2 separate regions of the Hermetia illucens genome follow, and region 1 is linked to region 2. Evidence: chromatin contacts called from public Hi-C data. All regions are on one chromosome and are shown on one strand. Each heading gives the region's core, a stretch centred on a gene start, on an enhancer-like site or on the middle of the called end of the contact. The rest is flanking DNA. Distances are from core to core; before and after follow the strand shown.

What was found. Hi-C and Micro-C count contacts between places; a contact is called where the count stands out from the background.
Region 1: a Hi-C map of whole body shows a contact between it and region 2, with 5 times the contacts expected there. The contact joins the promoter of LOC119656017 here to the promoter of LOC119655785 in region 2. A contact is called at or near these places in 2 of 2 Hi-C or Micro-C datasets (an unstated tissue and whole body).

What each region holds. Positions count from the first base shown.
Region 1 is chr4:102,997,534-103,002,928 of iHerIll2.2.curated.20191125, reverse strand. LOC119656017 (putative ATP-dependent RNA helicase TDRD12) reads left to right here and starts at 3,027. Exons shown (of 23, transcript XM_038062267.1): 1 at 3,027-3,429; 2 at 3,515-3,618; 3 at 3,679-3,793. The coding sequence starts at 3,238.
Region 2 is chr4:102,824,433-102,829,619 of iHerIll2.2.curated.20191125, reverse strand. It overlaps LOC119655785, which reads left to right and starts at 3,911. Exons shown (of 4, transcript XM_038061876.1): 1 at 3,911-4,212; 2 at 4,338-4,450; 3 at 4,518-4,632; 4 at 4,701-5,187. The coding sequence starts at 4,024.

The sequences.
Region 1 (5,395 bases), core at 1,778-4,277, 170 kb before region 2:
AGGACACTTGGCGTAGAACCGTGAAAGTAGCTTGCATGTCCACAATCAAGGCGCTCCATCCTGCTGGTCCTGAGGAAAGTAGTAACGAAATGTAGCGAAAAATTGAGGATGGACGCGAATAACATAAAAAAACGAAGTTTACGGACTACTAATTGAAGGACGAATCCAAGCCATTGAAGACAAGTATCACGAATTAAGGCGATACAATAAGATCTGCAAACGAGAACAGCGAAAGTTCAATAACAACAAAATTTTAACACTTGACGACAGCTTGAAGAAGAACGATGTACGAGTAGCATGTAGTATAGTGAAACGGATAATAGCTTTTAATCCGCGAACCACCCTTTGTAGAGATCAGAATGGCAATATCACCAGTGACGAGACTCAAATAAAAGCAAGATGGGTTTGGTATTTTCAAGACCTCCTGAACCCAACGATGACCCATTTTCGCCTCTTAGTCATTCCAGATTATCCAAACGAAGAACAAGTGCTCACACCCCCGACTTTGTACGAAGTACAGACAGCTTTGTTTAAATTAAAATCACACAAATCCCGGGACCGGTGGCATCCCAGCCGAGCTCTTAAAAGAAGGGGTAACAGAGTTCACCAGTCGAATCTACAAACTAATCAGCAGAATTTAAACAACCGAACAAATACCTGACGACTGGAGGAAAAGTGTAATTTGTCCAGTATACAGAATAGCAGATCGTGTGCGTTGCTAAAACAATAGGGGAACCTCGCTGCTGTGTACGTGCTACAAGGTGCTGACAAATATAATGGAACGATGACTAAGACAGTATACAGACAGGGATACCTAGGTGACTTTAGATCCGGATGATCAACAACGGACCAGATATTCGCAGTTAAGCAGGTGCTCGATAAATGCTGGGAGTATGACATCGATGTGCACCAACTGTCCATTGGTAAAAATCCAAAATGAACTGACACCAATTTTTTTTAGTGTTAGGACTTAAGCAAGGGACGGTATTGCCCCATCGTCTTTGCTCGAATGCGTCGACAGGAAGGTGGTTTCAGTTGATACCAGAGATACGTTATTGGTAAAATCAGCACAAATAGTGGCCTACGCACACGATGTGTATATTTTCGCCCGATCGATGCTTCCTGTGAAGGAAGTGTTCATGCAGTTCAAGTCAGCAGCGAGTGAAGTGGGGCTCAGGGTCACTGAATTCAAAACGAATTTATCCAAACTCGAAAGGCGGTTGCTAGTATGCAGAACGTTGCAGTGATCGAGCATAATTTCGAACAGGTGGACCATTTTCTACCTAGGAGCGCTACTCTCGAAGAACAGAAATAAAAAACACTAATTCCAAAGGCGGATTGCTACTGCTCATAAAGCATTTTATGTGGTCCTCCACAAAATGAGATCGAGAAAAGTACACAAACGCAATAAACTGCGCATCTACAATATATTAATTTGGACTATGCTGCTGTATGGATGCGAGACGGGGACTTTGACGCAAATGTCGGAAAAGCAGATCGATACCTTCGAGAGAAAAATCTTTCGAAATATTTTTGGAGCCGTAAAGGATTGAAGGAGATGCCTGGCGAATTAGATACAATCATGAATTGTATGAATTATTTGGTGACCCATCAAAACTAGTCAAAATCCGGAAATTGCAATAGGCATGCCACATGGAATGAATGCACGAGGGAAGAAGGAAGAGGGATTCTGAAATGAGTGCTGAAAGGCGGAGCCGATGGTAGCGGCTCAAAAAAAGTCAAGGAAATGTTAGGAGGACTCAGTGAGCGCAGATTGCAGATCAATTTTGAAATTTTCTAACGTGAGGACGCGGTCTTCGTATCGAGATAAATGTATCAATTCGGGATGTAGGGTCATCGAAAAGAAGTGTACAGCCCTTTTGGGTTACATTCACGTCAAAACGTTAGGATTTAAATTTGACATACTCTTTCTCAAAGTTCATTGAAAAATCGCAGCATTCACCCTCCTCTCCTTGTTATAATAATAATCGTTAGCACCAGAATCAAGTTAGATCAACGTTTTGAATTGCGTTAGACCACTTCATTCAAGATCGTAACGTGCACTGTACGATTGCAGGACACCGTAGGAGGCAATGTAGTCAGCATTGCGCTCGCCCGTGATTATTACCCTGATTTGAATCAGGTACTAATTCACTGCTAAGTCGACTGGTATCCGACGTGAAGCCACGACACATATCCGCCCGCCTCCAGTGAGATCTAAACCGCCACCTTCCGAACTACAGTGTTCTAACCACTGAGCTACAATAACTTGATATTATCATCCTAAACTGGATATGTAGAAGGAAGAAAAAGATCCCGTCTTTCTACTCTTGCTAAAAATCAATAGCGGAAAGAAGCTATTTTCGTATCATAAATAAGCTTATTGGTAGGGTAATCATCTCCGCGATGTACAAGGGAACTATGGAGGGCGCGGCCCTTGCCCTTCCAACCTTTACCACAATTTTTCCTAGTATTTGAGAGAAATAACTTTTCCAAATTTTAAAGTGCGTGTGTAGGTCCAGATATTAGATATCATAAACTTACAAACAACCTTTGCTTAGGAGATATTGCATCCCCTAATTGTGTGTTCTCTTTATATATGTGTGGTAGTACCATTTGCAAAAGATCTCCGAAAGAATTTGGGTCTATCCTCAAAGGATTTTTGAAATTAATATAGCTAAGTGTCGGACGCAATAACAATAGGTTCAATAGCACAATGACATTTTGTTCGTGCATTTGCAACTTGTAACTAAGGTTTAAACAAAATTTTACCAAGTAAATGGAAAATGCGATTGCACAATTTGTTTGGCAGGGTATGGTCCCTATTAGATATACTATGCTGTCGGCATTCTGGATAAAACCCCACAGCAACAGTCAACAGTACAGTCCGACAAAAATGACCGTTAGAAATTGAAATGCTCAATCAGTGGCGCGCCGTAAATATACGATATTTTCAATACAAAAAATATTGTATTTGGCAATTCCGCACGTCTGGCTTTGTTGCGGCATCTTTCCTCATAGTCGAATGCGCCATGTCTTCGGGTCGGTTTTTCATTTAGTGGTTTTCCTTTAGCAATTCAGTTCCCACCTAGTGATGTCATTTTGTTTTTAGTGACTTTGAGTCCGCATGAACTACATATCCAAAATATCCAATTGTTTCCGTTGAAATCTGAAGACTAGACAGTTATTTTACATTTGTTTGTGATAACCTCAAAAACATATCCCCAATCGGTAAACATGATTAGCAACGAAGAGGAACGGGACTGCATCAGAATTACCCACTACATCAACCCGCATATGTTTTGGTTCAAGTACGAATCGAGTTTCCTGGCGAATACTGAACTATGTGCGTGGGAAAATCAGTTGCAAACTCACTGTTTTAAGTTCGCGAATTCGCCGGCGAGCGGGTACCAGCCCCAAGTTGACGAGGTGTGTGTGCACAAGGAATACAGTTCTCGGCATCGCCATAGCGATGGACTAACGATTTAACCTTGACGATTTCCCGTTTTTGCAGATTGTCGTCGCTTACATTTTCTCTTTGGGTCGATGGATCCGGGCTAAATGCGACTTCGTAGCCGAGTCGGGGAAAAAGTACAGTGTATGGGCCATTGATTACGGGTGAGTGCATCTTCTTGCATTTGGAATTCTCATTAGAAGTAAACCTGCTTTTTCCCATAGGGTACCGTTCCAAGTCGAAGGCCGGTTAATAAAACCCTGGCCCAGCGACATTGAGGATGGTCCTCGGCAGTCGGTGTTCTTCGCTGGACTTATGAACGTTGTACCAGCTCAAAAGGTGAGATTGCATTTTTTAGTAAATCGCCTTAAACTCTTTCGTGAAATGATGGATCCACTGGGCCAGTCAAAATTGTTTGTTTTCTGCTGAAGTCATAGTCGATTATGGAACACTGCATGATATTGCTTGGAACCAGGGTCGCGTAGGTTTCCTTGTTAATAAAGCTATTTCCGTTTTTCCTATACGCGGCCAAATTCTCGTTTTTTTTCTTTTGGAAGTGCAGGTGACTGTGTCCCGCTGTGAGAACTAGCCTGAATCCTTTAACATATTACTACGTACTAACCTTCTCATTCCCCCGCCTTACAGAGCCTTTGTAGTTCTACCTTGTTAGGTAAAACCACACATCACTTTGAGCGTCTTTATTCGGAATACCGGACAGAACTAGACACTGCTTCACTGAGTGGTGATGTTAAAATACCAGAAAATTTTTAGTCTAGTGAAAACTCTTCCTTTTCACTAACTACAGACATGTTAGCCACTACATGACACTTTGGAATGCTTAATTAAATTGCAAATTACTTTAAATCCACTGAAGGCAAAAATACACTCATCACATAGACACGGGACATAATCTTCTTTTTATTTTCTTAAACTGACATTTCTCAACTTATCAATATTCATATTTACAATTCAAAAATTAAATAATCATGGCCTGCTCCGCCACGGAGAACACCGATAGTGGCCACTGTCAATCGAATTAACAGGGGCCGGTTTTCGGAGGGTATCAGTCCTCACCAGAACGTGAGTACAAGGTTCGAGTTCCCTAGGGATGTGAACCGTCGGCTACGTGTGAGGAGATGCCGATAGTGGGTTTAATCTGGGAACTTCGTCTCTTGTCGAGGACCGAGTCATTGGAGAGTCGGCTATACGACGTTTGAATCCCAAGAGCTTTCCGAGCCTCGAGAAGATAGTAGATTCAAATTGCATTCCTTGTCCGATGATGATTATGACGGGAACACCAAAGCGCGAAATCCACTCTCAACAGAGAGTCTCAGCATATGACTGTGCTGTTACGTCCTGCAGAGGTATTGCCTCAGGCTATCGCGTAAACCGATCAATGATCGTGACGCAGTATTCGTAGCCGTGCGAGTCTCGCAAAGAGCCTATAATAACTAGGTGTATATTGGGGAAGCGCCTTGTCGATTTACACTTACTTCCTTGCAAGCATGCCTAGTGACCATCACCAGAATCCATGCCCTTCATGTATGCACGGCCAGAAATATTTGCTGGGGACTAGTCGGTTCATTGTTCGAATGCCAGGGTGTGCAAAATCGTGCACTGAGCGAAACGCTTCTTTGGGGTGCTTCGCAGCTATCACCATCGCCAGGTCGCATGCAAAATCCTGCACTGAGCGAAACGCTCCCTTTGGGTGCTTCGCAGCTATCACCATCGCCAGTTCGCATGCAAAACCAACCACCGTTGCCTTCCTTGGCACGTGAAGATAAACCACTCTGTCATACATTGCGTTCCATAGCAGGGCCCAACACGGGGCCTTGGGAATACCTGCCGTCAAAGCATATTTTGGTCCGTTATTCGTTTCATATCAAAGAAGAGTCTCCGACAGGCCTCTATAGTAACCGGTCTAAATAAACAGGGACACCT
Region 2 (5,187 bases), core at 2,662-5,161:
GTTAAAGAAAGCTAGACATTCAGGATAATCTTGAGTAGGAAACGTTTTTTTAAAGGTTAGGAGTCGAGTAGATCTCTTTTGTACAGATTCAGTAGCATTGGGACCACAATTATGGTAAGGGGGCATACTATCGAGCACATTTAAGAATACTAGGGATGAAGAATTTATAAAGGATGGCTGAGGAATGGATATGCATGAAATAATAATAGGAACGAAGGATAAAGCCGGATATTTTGGAAGCGCAACTGAGTACATGAACATAATGAAAATTATATTGGAGTTTTCGGTCAAAGATCACACCTAGGCCCTTATAAGAGGCAATCACGGCTGATCAGCAAGATAATAAACTGATGTCGGGGGTGAAGTTTTTAGTGAAAAGCATAAAAGGTAGCATTTCTTTACATTAAGTGGCAACTTGTTAAGAATGCACCACTGAAAAAATGTGTCAAGATGTGACTGAAGGCTGCACTGATCAGTAGACGGAACAACAACAGAAAACAATTTTAAATGGTCTGCGTATAAAAGGCTAGGACACGTAAGCAAGGAAGGAAGATTATTCTCGAAAAATGAAAACAGAAATGGACCCTTGGGGTACTCTCGATGAGAGAAAAAATGGAGACGAGATGCAACCATTGAAGAAGATCTAAGTAAGATCCTAAGCAGGAGAGAATACTGTCGGAAATCCATCTATGTATAGCTTCTTTCCACATATCCGGAAAAATACCTTTGGACAAGCTTCTGTTATAAATGTTAGTAAGGGAAAGGGAGATGTTCTGTTTACATTTTTTAGGATTATACTCGGAATACCATCGGGATGGCAACCGCCACTAACGTTGACGTTTCCAAGAAGGGATTCGACAATAGAGGGATTCAGAAAAGGAATGGAGGGTATACTAGTCGAAGACGAATCAAATGTGTCAGAAGAGAGGTAAGATGAATGGTTAGCAGTAAAAACGGAGGAGAAATGATTTCGAAGAAGTTCATAAGCTGATTTAAAGGAATAAGAAGAATAATTATCCTATTTTATATTAACAGCGATAGAAGTGGGTGAAAAGATTTGAAATTTCTGTCGCTCGAGTGCTTCCGATGCTATTTAAATATTGATGTGCATTTTTGATCAGAATTTTCACAGATGAAGGTAGACTTATAAACTGCGCTGTCTTCAGCATTACCGAAATGTTGCAACCTTAGACGAGCTTTGTGTTTCTCACGAAGAGTATTATAGACCTGTACAGTGAACTAGGCAGGGTATTTGCAAAAACTAGGATCAGAGAGGGGAGCGAAACAGGTAAGAAATTTTCCAAAAAGTCATGAAATACTAAAACAGCCTGGTTGGATGATAGATTTTTTCAACGCACCATTACAGTCAACTGCTTTAAGAAAATGATTCAGAGCTCGAGCATCAGCCTTGTGAAATTTGAATTTGGGCGCCTTGTGAGGCGGTAGTATGTTGAATCGATAAGCATAGAAATCAACTTCCAGAGGCGGATACTGAGCATCAATTTTAAGGTAAGGCGAATCACTAGCAAATAACATGGACCGATTGTCAGGAATGTTGATCAATATAAAATCGACAATGTGGTTATTGTGATTGCGATTAACATGGAAATGGGAGGCGGAACACGAATTCATGAACAGATCGGAGCTAAGTGCGAAGGGGCCAAATTAATAGAGTGGATGGAACACTAAGGGAATCTGGAGATTCAATGGAAGGAAAATTGCGCAGAGGATGAAAGGTAAACCAGGAGGATATTCGAAAGTACATCGAGAAATTCCTCTATATGATAGGCTCGACACGAACAAGGTACCATAACCATCTATGATATAAACGGAGCAGATTTCGGAGGAAAAATTAGGGTAATGAGCGACCCATAAGGACGGGCACTTAAGGATATGATGGGAGTAATAGAAAGTTGTTGTTTAACGGCAATTAAAACACCACCCCCGTGAGCTTACCTAACATTTGCAAATCGTGATCGCAACGAATGACAGAGTAACCATCGAAGAGCTCTCCATTGTGTACACAAGAAATGAGCCAAGTTTCAGATATACAGATGATGAGATAATTTCAGCTTGGTTCTGAGGCCCGTCACATTTTGATAGTATAGGGAAAAAGGCATTAACTGTGACGATGGTTGCGGCGATTCTTCCGGAAATTTACAGGGTGAGTTTGTCGCTGAAAATCCTTAATGAAAACACCGAGAGTGCAAAACGGCCGATGGTTCAATTCCTTCAAGTCATGTGAGTAGGTAATTTTCAATGACACTATAATTCGGCTTTGTTGAATTGATGTCATCCGAGGAAGCGTCGAAGGCAAACCTCGAGACAAACAATTGTTTGGGAGGTATAACAATGCATAAAGATCAATCATCCACAAAAAACGACTGTTTAACTACTTAGTGACAACCAAACCTTCAGATACAATCCTTTGACGAACAACGTTTTGGGATGTTAAGAGGGTGGCCGTTGCACTTTGGGTATAGCACCAGTTGAGATAAGAGATAAGATAAAAGTTGCACAGATGACGTACTCAAGATGAAGACGAGGTTTAGATAGGTTTGAGATATGTATAACTCCCAGATTGCGAGGTCGTTCTCTCACACACCACAACAGGAATTTGTTCTTAGTATACTCCCTTTTTCAAGTGCTGCATGGCTAATGAAATCGTCTGCTTGGAAGCTTTCTTTAATATTTGCATTTCCCTCAGATGTGCGACAGTTATCGTTATTATCGTTATACAAATTCCGGAAGATCCCGAAAGGATATTTTTTGAATTCAATGAAGCAAATACCCTTTCTTTTACCATAATATTTTAAGGAAGGATAAAAGCTGTGGAACGTAACGATAGTTATACCTTAACTTTAAACTTAGAGTTTAAAGAGTTTTTATAACTTTAAGGTAGAAGGTAATCAAATCAAATGTTTACGTAAAAGTCTATTATCACTTGAAATCACTTAGAAGGAAATATTGAACAATCCGCTCAATTAGAAATCAATTAAGTCAAAGTGTGTAAAGAAATCTCTATTTGAAAGACTATTGGGATCAATTAATAGTAAGCGACGAAAAGAATCATCATTCAAAGATTTTACGATCACTATATTGGATCAATGGCAATCTAGGTATGTTAGGAATGATGGGTGACGTAACTCGCTCTTCTAGCATCCCTAAAAATCTCTCCTGTTCACGTTTTGATAAACGCCATAAATGCCGTTTAAAAACATTAGGCATGATCTAAATTAAGGATGTGAGGGAAGCCTGAGTTCGTCATCCGTTTGTTGGCGGACGGAACCAATTGGAAAGAAACTGTCTTTCTCGGTATGTGGTGCATGAACTCTTTTGTTTTGGGCTATATACATGTATATATAAGTGGCACACAACATCAAGTAACCACCAGTAGTCATCTATCTAATTTTTTTATCTCGAGGAATATTTTGAATTTTTAGCTATGAAAGAATCGAAAAAGAAAAACAAAACTTTTATAAATGGAGCGTCCAGTTACAGGGATTCCATTCTAGTATCAATTTTTTTGCGGATATTTTCGCTTCGGTAAGAATTATAGTCTTGAACGAAAGTAATGTTGATCATGTTGTTACGATTTCAGAATGAAATGCTCAATACGTTTATGCTCAAATTAGATTGTTGCACCATCGATTATTGTTATGTTTTTTTTTCAGTGATGCTCTGTTTTAGTTTTCACTACACTTAGTGTATTGTATAAACAAGTCCTAATTGCAATATTTTATTAATACAATATTTGTTTTCATAATGAGATGGATTCAATTTAATTCTAATTCCAATTCAACCGTGTAAATCGCGCCACTTGTTGCCATGATTCTTACGATATTTTTTAAATTTCACGGCTGGTAACGCTGGAAGTGGCTTGTAAATAAACAAATTGTCTGACAAGCACTGGAAGAAGTGGGCTTTTGGCGTCGGCGTTCGCGTTTTGCAAATGTCACTTGAGGTTCTGGCAAGTGTTTTTGTTCTGTGGTTTCATCGTACTAACAGCATCAAAAACGCACGATGGTCGACTGTGAGGATCCAGATCTGATCAAAATCACACACTACATTAACCCGCACATGTTCTGGTACAAGTACGAGGACAGTTTCTTCCGGAACACTGAACTATCGAAGTGGGAGGGCAGATTGTCCGCTTTACTCTCGAATAAGCCTCCACTACCGACGTCTTGCTATCGCGCGCAAATCAACGAGGTATTGTTCAGTCTCAGTCCTTTTACTGGGTGTGTGTAACTTGTAATTTTTCTTGAGTATGTTGGGATTAGGCGCGAAGGACTAAGTTCCTCATTGCAAAATCTAATCAATGTTTTGGTTTCTAGATAGTCGCCGTCTACAATTTCTCGTTTAACCGGTGGATCCGGGCGAAGTGTGACGAAATTGTACAATTCACTATTGCCAATACCAAGTATGTGGTTTGGGCTATCGATTACGGGTGAGTTTAGGGATAAATCCTACAATGAGATTGTTGACATCCTGATTTCGCACTGATTTTCCGCCAGGATCCCATTCCAAACTGAAGGCAGATGGATAAAAAGATTTCCTAAAGACGTCGGGGAGCCTCCCGAGGATTCCGTATTTTTCGGAGGCATCAACAACATAATTCCTGCTGAGAAGGTAGGATTTGGTGGAATTGAACATTTACGGAAGGGTGGAATTCATCTTACTACTTTTTTTATTCACAGGAGTTTAATTTTGAAACATGCAAGTCTGAAATTCACCCAACCTCCAAATGGTCACCGCTGGCTGTCCGGACGATCGAGAACCTCATCTACGAAGCCGCGCACATAAGGTTCGTGCGGCACATTATCAGCAAGGAAGGGCAGTATTTCGGCAACTTGGAGTTCATCACGCACACGAACCAAATCATCAAAGCTGACGCTAGTTTGCTGGAAATCAATCATGCGGTACACACCGAAGAGTTCTTGAGAGTCATGCGGCAAATTGGCACAAACCAGATCTCCAGGTGGCAAAACAACGAGGGAGCATCTTTCGTGTCGAAGTTCAATGTAAATAAACTCTCGAACGTGGCCAGATTCGAGCCCAAGGAAATGTTAATAAGAAATCAAATGCAAAACGACGGAGAGAGTTTGTATAAAGAAGAGGTTACACGGAAGATAACTGACTGGGCGTTAAGAAACCAAATATGCCAAGGACAGGGAGAGGACTCGA